Linked DNA regions of Mus musculus: region 1 is linked to region 2. Evidence: chromatin contacts called from public promoter capture Hi-C data. All regions are on one chromosome and are shown on one strand. Each heading gives the region's core, a stretch centred on a gene start, on an enhancer-like site or on the middle of the called end of the contact. The rest is flanking DNA. Distances are from core to core; before and after follow the strand shown.

The links. Promoter capture Hi-C pulls out the DNA fragments that hold promoters and counts their contacts.
Region 1: a promoter capture Hi-C map of hippocampal neurons shows a contact between it and region 2, with 2.5 times the contacts expected there. The contact joins the promoter of Smad5 here to the promoter of Neurog1 in region 2. A contact is called at or near these places in 3 of 39 promoter capture datasets (hippocampal neurons, liver and stem cell-derived epiblast-like cells).

Annotation. Positions count from the first base shown.
Region 1 is chr13:56,700,768-56,705,818 of GRCm38.p6, reverse strand. It overlaps Smad5 (SMAD family member 5), which reads right to left and starts at 2,809. Exons shown (of 7, transcript NM_008541.3): 1 at 2,688-2,809.
Region 2 is chr13:56,250,046-56,254,739 of GRCm38.p6, reverse strand. It overlaps Neurog1 (neurogenin 1), which reads left to right and starts at 2,560. Exons shown (of 1, transcript NM_010896.3): 1 at 2,560-4,262. The coding sequence starts at 2,808. The coding sequence ends at 3,542.

The sequences.
Region 1 (5,051 bases), core at 1,560-4,059, 450 kb before region 2:
CTGTCATTTTACTGCCTAATCTTCAAAACATTGAAAAGAAATTTGTTCAACTGAGCTACAATCTGTTTTCAGTAGGGGAAACATGCTGCCTTTAACACAGAGGGCAGGATATCATCCCATGAAATCATGATGTTTGAGTCCATCCTGCAAACAGGAAACAGGCTGCCCAGGTATAATTACAGCTGTAGCCTAAAGTGCCTCGGGTTCACCCAGAAATTAAAGCCCAAGGAGGAGGGTCAGCAGAATTCACTCTCTACCTTGCTACAGCCTGCAACTTTTAATGATACTCTCACCATGTTACATAACTAGCAGCACACAACAATCTGATTCAAACCTCATTAGCCACAGACTGCCACTGTTTCTCACTGCAATCAATGGCTACCTTTGCCAGAGGGCGAAGAAAGGCAACACACACATCATCTACCCAATGCTATGGCGCCCCCACCACAAAGAACCAGCTAAGCAGCCCCAGCCAGACGGCCCAGAACACACCACACATTTTACTTTCCCCAGGCTCATTGCTCTCTTCCTTCTTTTAACTATGCCATATCCTATATGGACACAAGGAAAACTCAATCTGAGTGTTTGGTACAGTAGGGTGCACAGGTTCCAGAAGCTGATAGAGCAACCCAACCAAAATAAATAACCAGATGTGATGGCACAGGCTTGTAATCTTAGCATCTGGAGGCAGAGGTACGAGTTCAAGGGCATTCTGGACTACATAGCAAGTCTGGGCCCAGTCTGGGTCACCAGAACACCTGTCTGGGAAGGAAGGAAGGAAGGAAGGAAGGAAGGAAGGAAGGAAGGAAGGAAGGAAGGAAGGAAAAGTCAGTTGAAAAGATTCACCTACAGGAAGTGACAAAATGATGAACGGCATTTGTGACAAAGACACTGCAGAAGTTGAAGTGGTAACAACAGTTATCTAAAGGACTGAGTGGGGAAACACTAAAGAAGGAGAGTGCCAAGGAGGTCACCACCTAGCAATCATACTCGCCTCACTATGCAGTCCCCCAGATGGCCTGGACCTCACACCTGTCTACCTGCCTGGTATTAGAGGTGTGGGCCACCATGCATGGCTACAAAACTATTTTTCCTCTAAGCTTAATATGTACAAACCTTATATAGGTTAGATTTTGATAGACCAATTCTTCTAAGTTGTTTTGGAATTTTATAATTTCTGGGGTTCATTTTAGAGGGGGAAAATGTTACCAAAAAGGGTAAAAGGAATAATGTGATTTGTTACTACTGCTACTAACCTCATCTGGATCATAAGCTCTGATAGAGCAGTTGAGTGTGAAACCGTCCTGCTCCATGGAGGAACTGTTTCCATACAACAGGCATTATGGGCTGGCATCTAGCAGAAACCCTCAACTACTACTCTAAGCGTTTCTAAACCTACTGGGTTTTCAACTTTAACGGTAACTCCCATACACTAAGAAAATCCAAGCACTCTTTGTTTAAAAAAGAAACACACAGCCAGAGTTGGTGATGGCTCACCCCTGTAATCCCAGCACTTGGAAGCTGAGGCAGGAGGATTGGCCAGAGTTCAAGGTCTGCCTAGCAAAACCCTGTCAGAAAGAAAAGAAATCACATGTACCCTTTCGCTTAGCCTCTGTCAAAGCAACCAACAAATTCCATTGATCGCCCAGTGTCCGTTGCTAGGTAGGCATACACTTGATAGTGCTAGGCAACAGGCATGATGTGATCAACTCCACCAGACTTCAAAACTTTTTCCACAGAAAGATAAACAAGATATACTTAGCACCACACCCATCTAAACGCAGCAGCAGCCAGAAATACCCACCCCCCACCCCCCTCCAGCTGCTCAGGAAACACTGTCTTTTACGATCAAGATAAAGATCTAGCCTACAGTGTTCGGCCGTTCCTGCCTTCCAGGTTGGCCGGGACTCCTTTCGCCGGGGCCATCACAAACCGGACACACACACACACACACACACACACACACACAGAGACACGCTTCGGATCGCTGGCACACCTCCAAATACCTCGACCATCCCCGCCAGCTCCTTCTGCAACCGAAAAGTCCGGGCCACTGAGCATGCTCTGACCCTAAGACGGCCGCCACCGGGGAAGTTCCCAGAGCTTAGGGTTCCCGGCTCGGCGCAGCCAGAAGCGCAGAGGAGAAAGGGCAGGGGGAGGGGATGGAGTCTGAACTTGGGCACGCATGCCCAAGGGAACCACCGGGACCGGGGCAGAGACAAAAGCTGCTTCGCTTCCTCACACAAAGTTTAGCGCAGCGAGGGAGCCTCTGCGACGTCCGGAGAGTGACGGGCGGGCGAGCGGGCGGGCGGGCGGGCGGGCGGGCGCAGGGGCGGGTCGCCGCCAGCCGGCTGGCCGGAGTGTAATTCCCACCGATAAGCGCGGATCCTTATCTCCCAGACACAAAGCGGCGGGGCGCGCGCTCGGCCTAGGCCGCCTGCGCGGCTCCGCGCGCGGGCCCGGGCGTCGGTGGCGCGCCGAGGTGGCAGCGGCCTCGTCCGCGCCGGCCTCGTCGGCCGCGCGGGGCCTCCTTAGCACCGGGGCCTCCCGCGCTGCGCGGAGCCCCGTCCCGTGCCGTCAGGTCCCGCGTGGGGAGCCTCTAGGCCTCCAGCCTCACGCGGGCCGCTGCCGCCGGCGCTTGTCCCTCCGCCGGGCCCCGAGCGCCCGCCCTGGGGCCCCTCACTCACCTCCCCGCCGCCCAGGCGCGCTCTCCTCACGCCGTCGCCGCGCTGTGCACGCGCCGCAACTTTATTAGCAGCTCGGCCCCGGGACAAGCGCTCGGCGCCCGCTCGCCGGGGACCCGGATGATGAGGGGGAGGGGGGGCGGCGGCGGAGGGCCGCGGCGGCCGGCGCATGCGCGTCGGGAGTGGCCGAGGCCTGGCTTCTGCTGTCCGCAGCGAGCCTGGAAGTGGCACTTGGGTTAGCCAAGCTCACCCGCCTTATAGCGAAACGGTCGTCCTCGCTCTGGAGAGCTGGAGACCTTTCTAGCCAATCTAAAGCGTTAAAAAGTATCTTCAGCTACAACTTCGCCGTTTTCATTGATTTGTAATAGAAACCCTAAGAGACAGAGACCTCTGGCTGAGCATCAGATACCACACAGCTTACTAGATGTAGCCTTAATATTGCTCCCAAAGGGGGAAAATCCTCTGCAGGTGGAGATAGTGCTGAACCCGGAGCTGAGGACGAGTGGCCATTTCTCAGGACACAGTCCCAGCTGTTCACGGGACACCGCCCCACATCTGGAAGCCGGGAGCGCCTTGAGCTCTCAGGCTTCAGCAAGTGGAGGCTTAGAGGTGCTCGAGCTGTCTTACAGGGTAGCTCTGTACTAATCCGGCTGTCTGGCTTCTCTTCCCCTCCAAACGGTCAGCTTGGACAGCAAGGGAAAGCTTTTTAAAATAGTTTCGTGTTTATTTTTAAAGGTCTTTAAAACTGATCCCCCCCCCCCCCACACACACACACCGGTTTTCTTTTTGAGTAAATTGGAACTATTTTTAACCTTTCCCAGTCAATCCCATCCTCCAATATCAATTCTGTAGATCCCTAATTCTGACAGTTTCTCCTCACTTTTATTACCACCTCCTCCGCCTGAACCAGGGTCACCTCACTTGACACACAAATGCGGCGGTTTCCATGTTTCTCCAGACTCCAACGGCTTGTTTCTATTTGGAAGAGATTAAATAAATGCCGTGAGGAGGCGTTTATGGAAGCAGCCATGTCAAAGGGTGATAGGTGAGAATCCGGCCAGAGCTGGGGAACTAGAGAGAGAGCACCAAGGGAAGGCAGCAGCTGTGACTGCAGCCAACCATCCGCAGGAAGAAATGTGGCAGTGTCCGCCCATTATTGGCAGATCTTCTGGCTTTTCGAAGAAAGTTGGAAATGCATCTTTTTCTATACTAAAAGGAAATCACACATTTATCTGATCAGCTGCCTCTTTGTCTCTTTCCTGGGCTCCCTGACCTGCCCTCCCCTTCTCTTTTTTAGACATTGAGAAGACTCACCCTGGTACAAGCCAAACAAAACAAGCCCATGGTCCCAATATAGCCTACAGGCCATCAGTGTGCAATCTCAGGTCTCCATCTTAAACTTCTTTACTACATCATAAACTCTGCGCAGGAGGACTCTGTATGCGCCAACACTGCCTGGCTTACTGATTCCTGGCTGTTAAGTCTTTGCTGTTACCGGCCCTTGGAAGGCATGGCTTCTGGAGCCTGGCATGGATTTACAACTCCCAGACGTACCTATAACCCTACTGAAAGAATGCCCTTTTTTCGGAACTGATGTTTGCAGCCGACTTTGCTTAATATTGTGTGTATCAGCGCCGTTCCTCACTTCAAGAAACTATTAAAAATCATTTCACAAATTGTGTGCATATTTGTAAGAACACTTCGTGAGTACTGGGGTCCTGTCCCGAACCGTGGGTATAATCCTAAAAGCAAGTATTTCACTTCCTCAACTGTGTATCTGCACACTGGGCAAATTAACTTGAGACTCCAGGCTCTCGGGTGGCTTTGTACATTCAGGCCAGGCCCTCAGTTACAAGAGATAATAACACAGAAAGGAAGCATGGGGGCTTTAGCAGCCAGTAGGACTCTTCCAGAGAATTGAGAAGTAACCTAAACTTCACAGGATGTAGAACTCAGAGGGCCCAGTATACAGTTGTCAAAGATTACTGTCAGGCTTGCCAGAGGCATAAAGAAGTCTTGCTTAGGGTAATCAACTGAATCTAAGAACAAATGTGGCACAGTGTGATCTGACCAGATGATACATGATGCATGCAGTGGGAATCAAGATCTGTAAATATATATCATAAGTAATATAAATAATATAAATATATAACTATATAGAGAAATATGATAAATAATATAGATATAAAGTATATATATCTATATATACACATACATAATTTCAAGATTTCTGGATCATTAAGCCCTGCAGTTGTCAGCCAGGAAACACAGTCCCCTGCCTTGCAATTTGAAGACTTTCTCTGTTGTCCCAGGCAGCATGGCCATGGGAACCTAGCAGGTAGATGCCAGAGATGATATAAACACCCC
Region 2 (4,694 bases), core at 1,311-3,810:
CCCAGGCCAGCCAGGCAGTAAGTGCTTAAAGTGACTCTGTTGGAGACCTGTGACCAAAAAAAAAAAAAAAAAAAAAAAAAAACATGGGGTGGGATTGTAGTACCCGGGGCAGCCTGGGGAAAAGGCCTCCGTTTCCTGCGTTTCAAGTACAGAGGCTGAATAAACAATCTCCATGAGTTCTACTAGCACCGAACCCCACCATACAAGAGTTAGGAGTCAGGGCCTCCCTTAGCCAGTCACCCCCAACTTTCTACACCCCAGACTTAATAGACAGCCAGCCCAGAGCAAGCCACCAACCTCCACATGAAGTAAGTGCAAGTCTCTAAGCTTCGGCAGCATGGACCTGCTTCCCTTGCTAAGCCACAGACACACACCTGGCAAATGGAGCCCAGTAGCTCCACTCAGCAGACTGGCTGGACATCCACCACCTCCTGGCCACCTCTTTTACCAGTGACCAATGAATGGCTCTTCCAGCTTGTCACCATGATTCAAGTGACCTTTAAAATGTCACCAGCTCAGAGTCAGTGTTCAGTTTGACGGAATGAACTTTAAATTGCCTGGTCTAATTGTCAGAGCCGGGAGTGAATTCTCACGCTCTGGTACTGCAAGAGGTGGGTAGCTAAAATCCTCATGGATACTATTCCAAGGGTGCTGGCCCGACTTAGAAATGGGGCCATCACGGGTTCAGTGGTTGGACCCCCATGGCCTCAGAATGTAACCATAGCTAGAACAACAGTTCTGGGGGATGCGATAAAAGTGAGAGCCTAGAGCCATCTTGGATTCAGTAGTGCACAGTCATGCAGCTCTCCTGAAGAAGACACAGAGTCAAAACAGGGTAGGACCCACGAAGGCAGGAGGCAGAGCGGGATGCTTCAGTTATGAATTAGTGGCCAGGACATCCAGGAGCCACAAGAAATTGAAAAGGATGAAGCCCCTTGGCATCTTGGTTTTGAGCTTCTGGCCTTCTGAGCCTCAGAAGAGCGATCTTCTGTAAATTTAATGCACCCACTGTGGTGTGGTAATTTTAAGGAAGCCCAAAGAAATAAATACAGGGCCTGGAATTGTCACAAGGTCAGACTGGTGCCGGTATTCTGGGACCACCAGAAGCTGTCACAGGGACAGAAAGAGGCAGAGCTACCATTGCACAACTCCCAGCAGCCCTTGGGCTCCTGGGATGCCCAAGGATCTGTCAACAATTACTTTTTCTTGCATAATCTGATTACAGCCATTTCCTGCCACTTTTTACAAACCTCCTCAAGCCCTAATCTGTAACTGTGTCCTAGCTTTCTGCCCAAGAGCTGCTACAGAGGGAAGGAGCCACGGGGCAAGAGCTAGGCATAGGCAAAGAGGCTGTGCTTTCTCTACCAAGGCGCAGGTGTCCTGGACAGAGCCCCTTTGAAGACAGCAGGCTAGGCATTGCACTGGGCCTGAGGCCACCACTCAGATATCATGGAAAGGGGGGGGGGGCGCCTCTAGGGTGTTCCTTTTGTTTTTAATACCTGACTCCACGATCCAGGTTTGCTCCTTAATAAATAACTCCTCTCAGGTGCATTTGAGAGGCTGCCTGAGCCTCTATTGCTGTCCGGCAAACAGGAAAATGACTCGACCCACAGAATGAGGACATTTCTCTGGACTAGGCAAGTTTATAGGCAAATTGGCAGAAGGGATGGGGACGGAATTCCACTGTGTGCTTGCTGCCTTCTGTGGGACATCTCTCTCCTGGCCAGAAGCTAAGTCCCTTAGCCAGCTGGCACTGGGGTGAGCCCCTGAGGCTGGCACCATTCCAAAACGTGCGGCACAAGAGGATGCTTGGAAATGGAGAGAGCAAGATTTCAGGAGAAGAGGGGGTCTGCACACCCCCATATTACCTCGTGAGTCTTTGAGGAGGGGTACGCGGGCAGGGGCAGAGTGGGGTCAAGCCCCAGCTCAGTCTGGGAACTCATTGGATCTTTAGATCTTTCTCTTGCTGTCTTCTTCATTAACCTTGGCGGAGCAGGGACATCTATCCCTCCTCAAGACGTGTAACTGTTTACTGGTCCTGTCTGTTTAGATGCGAATAGTCAATCAGTAGCAGGCAAAGGGATGCGAACTCAGTAGCAGGCAAAGGGATGCGAACCCAGCCTCCAGCCTCAGCCCCAGCTCTCCATCACCCGCCACAGAGCTCACACTTTCTGCCAGGGCTCCTCCTCCCCATCCACCCCAGCGAGGGACACCCGCGCGCCCCTGGGAGGAGTGTGCCTCGGCCCGCCGCTAATCGCCCCCGGCCCCCGCCTTCGCCCGGGTTTCCCGGCCAGAGACGCCCCGGCCTCCCTCGCTTGATCCGGCTCCCGGAGCAGGCCGGGCCACCGATTGGCCGGCGGTAATTACGGGCACGCTCCAGGAGGGGGGCTGGGCGGGGGCGGCCTCCCGCGAGCATAAATTATGCAAATAGCAGGCGCCGCACGGGGCTGACCTGCCGCCTCTCGCCATTCACCCGCGCCGCCTCGGGGGCGGAGGTGGCCAGGGAGGGGGCGCCCATTGTTGCGCGCCGTACTTAAGGGGTCCTGAGGCCGGTCGTGTGCCACACTTGGTGCTCACAGGAGCTGATCTGATCGCCGGCGACATCACTCAGGAGACCAGCCCGGCGCGTGGCCCCTGCAGGCGAGGCGAGGAGGGCCAAGCCCATTCACTCCCTGAGCCCCTGCGATCTTCCCGGCCCTCGCGCCTGCAGCAGGCACAGGCTAGCCCCGGGTCGTACGGACAGTAAGTGCGCTTCGAAGGCCGACCTCCAAACCTCCTGTCCGTCTGTCGGTCCTGCACACTGCAAGATGCCTGCCCCTTTGGAGACCTGCATCTCTGATCTCGACTGCTCCAGCAGCAACAGCAGCAGCGACCTGTCCAGCTTCCTCACCGACGAGGAGGACTGTGCCAGGCTACAGCCCCTAGCCTCCACCTCGGGGCTGTCCGTGCCAGCCCGGAGGAGCGCTCCCGCCCTCTCCGGGGCATCGAATGTTCCCGGTGCCCAGGACGAAGAGCAGGAACGGCGGAGGCGGCGAGGTCGCGCTCGGGTGCGGTCCGAGGCTCTGCTGCACTCCCTGCGGAGGAGTCGTCGCGTCAAAGCCAACGATCGCGAGCGCAACCGCATGCACAACCTCAACGCTGCGCTGGACGCCTTGCGCAGCGTGCTGCCCTCGTTCCCCGACGACACCAAGCTCACCAAGATTGAGACGCTGCGCTTCGCCTACAACTACATCTGGGCCCTGGCTGAGACACTGCGCCTGGCAGATCAAGGGCTCCCCGGGGGCAGTGCCCGGGAGCGCCTCCTGCCTCCGCAGTGTGTCCCCTGTCTGCCCGGGCCCCCGAGCCCGGCCAGCGACACTGAGTCCTGGGGTTCCGGGGCCGCTGCCTCCCCCTGCGCCACTGTGGCATCACCACTCTCTGACCCCAGTAGTCCCTCGGCTTCAGAAGACTTCACCTATGGCCCGGGCGATCCCCTTTTCTCCTTTCCTGGCCTGCCCAAAGACCTGCTCCACACGACGCCCTGTTTCATCCCATACCACTAGGCCTTTGTAAGGCAACATCAATACTTTCTTCCTCCCCCAGTCTAAGAGCAATAATAGATGGGGAACTGGCTGAAGCCTCCGGGGGCCACACTTACCCCCAAGTGAATTCTGGGAGCTTTAAAGGGGGGAGGGGGAATACCTGACCACTTGTTAGGTTGCTGCACCCTCGCTGAAGCTGCCCTCGGTCTATTTCTCCACCCCCAGCACGGCCTCCCCCCCCCCCCGCCCGCCCCCAGACGGCCTTTCGTTTTTGTTGCACTTTCTGAACTTCACAAAACCTTCTTTGTGACTGGCTCAGAACTGACCCCAGCCACCACTTCAGTGTGGTTTGGAAAAGGGACAGATGAGCCCCTGAAGACGAGGTGAAAAGTCAATTTTACAATTTGTAGAACTCTAATGAAGAAAAACGAGCATGAAAATTCGGTTTGAGCCGGCTGACAATACAATGGCAAGGCTTAAAAAGGAGCCACAAGGAGTGGGCTTCATGCATTATGGATCCCGACCCCCGCCACTGTGGGCTTGCTCCAGGAAGAACCTGAGTGCTAGCATAGCTATTCAGGCACTGGACTGGAGGGTACTTTAATTTATTCAGGATGCTTCATTCATATGAAAATGTATTTTTGTACATAAAGAATTTATTCTATTATTATGAGCTATCAAAGTTTACATTTTTGTACTGCAGATGCTTCGTGTAAATAAAAAAAAATAAGGGAAAAAAAAGTAGTCACCCGTTTCCTTGCCTAGTAGCGGTGTCTCTGGGGCTTTCCCTCATCCCCTTGGCAGCTCCACCTGTAAAGTGAAATATTATCCCACCATCTCCAAACCTCCAATCCTGTTTCAAAAACAACTTAAAAATAAAGCGCACCCGACTATCGCCAAGAACGAGGGAGACAGATTAAGGCACTTTGAGCCATCCATTCCTTCTGCCTTGTAAACACAAGAGAGAACTTTCAGGCACCCCATAAGCCAATTAAGACTTTCTAATGGGGAATTAGCCCCGATCCGCAGCTACCTGTAGAGGTAGGGGCCTGGAGTCTTTTGAGGAACTCCACATCAGCTGGCTCTGTATTTCAAAGGGAGGGGATTAAAAAGATCAATACAGTGTGGCCACTGGCTAGGAAGCCCCAGGGACAGGTGGGCCTAGTCTGGGCA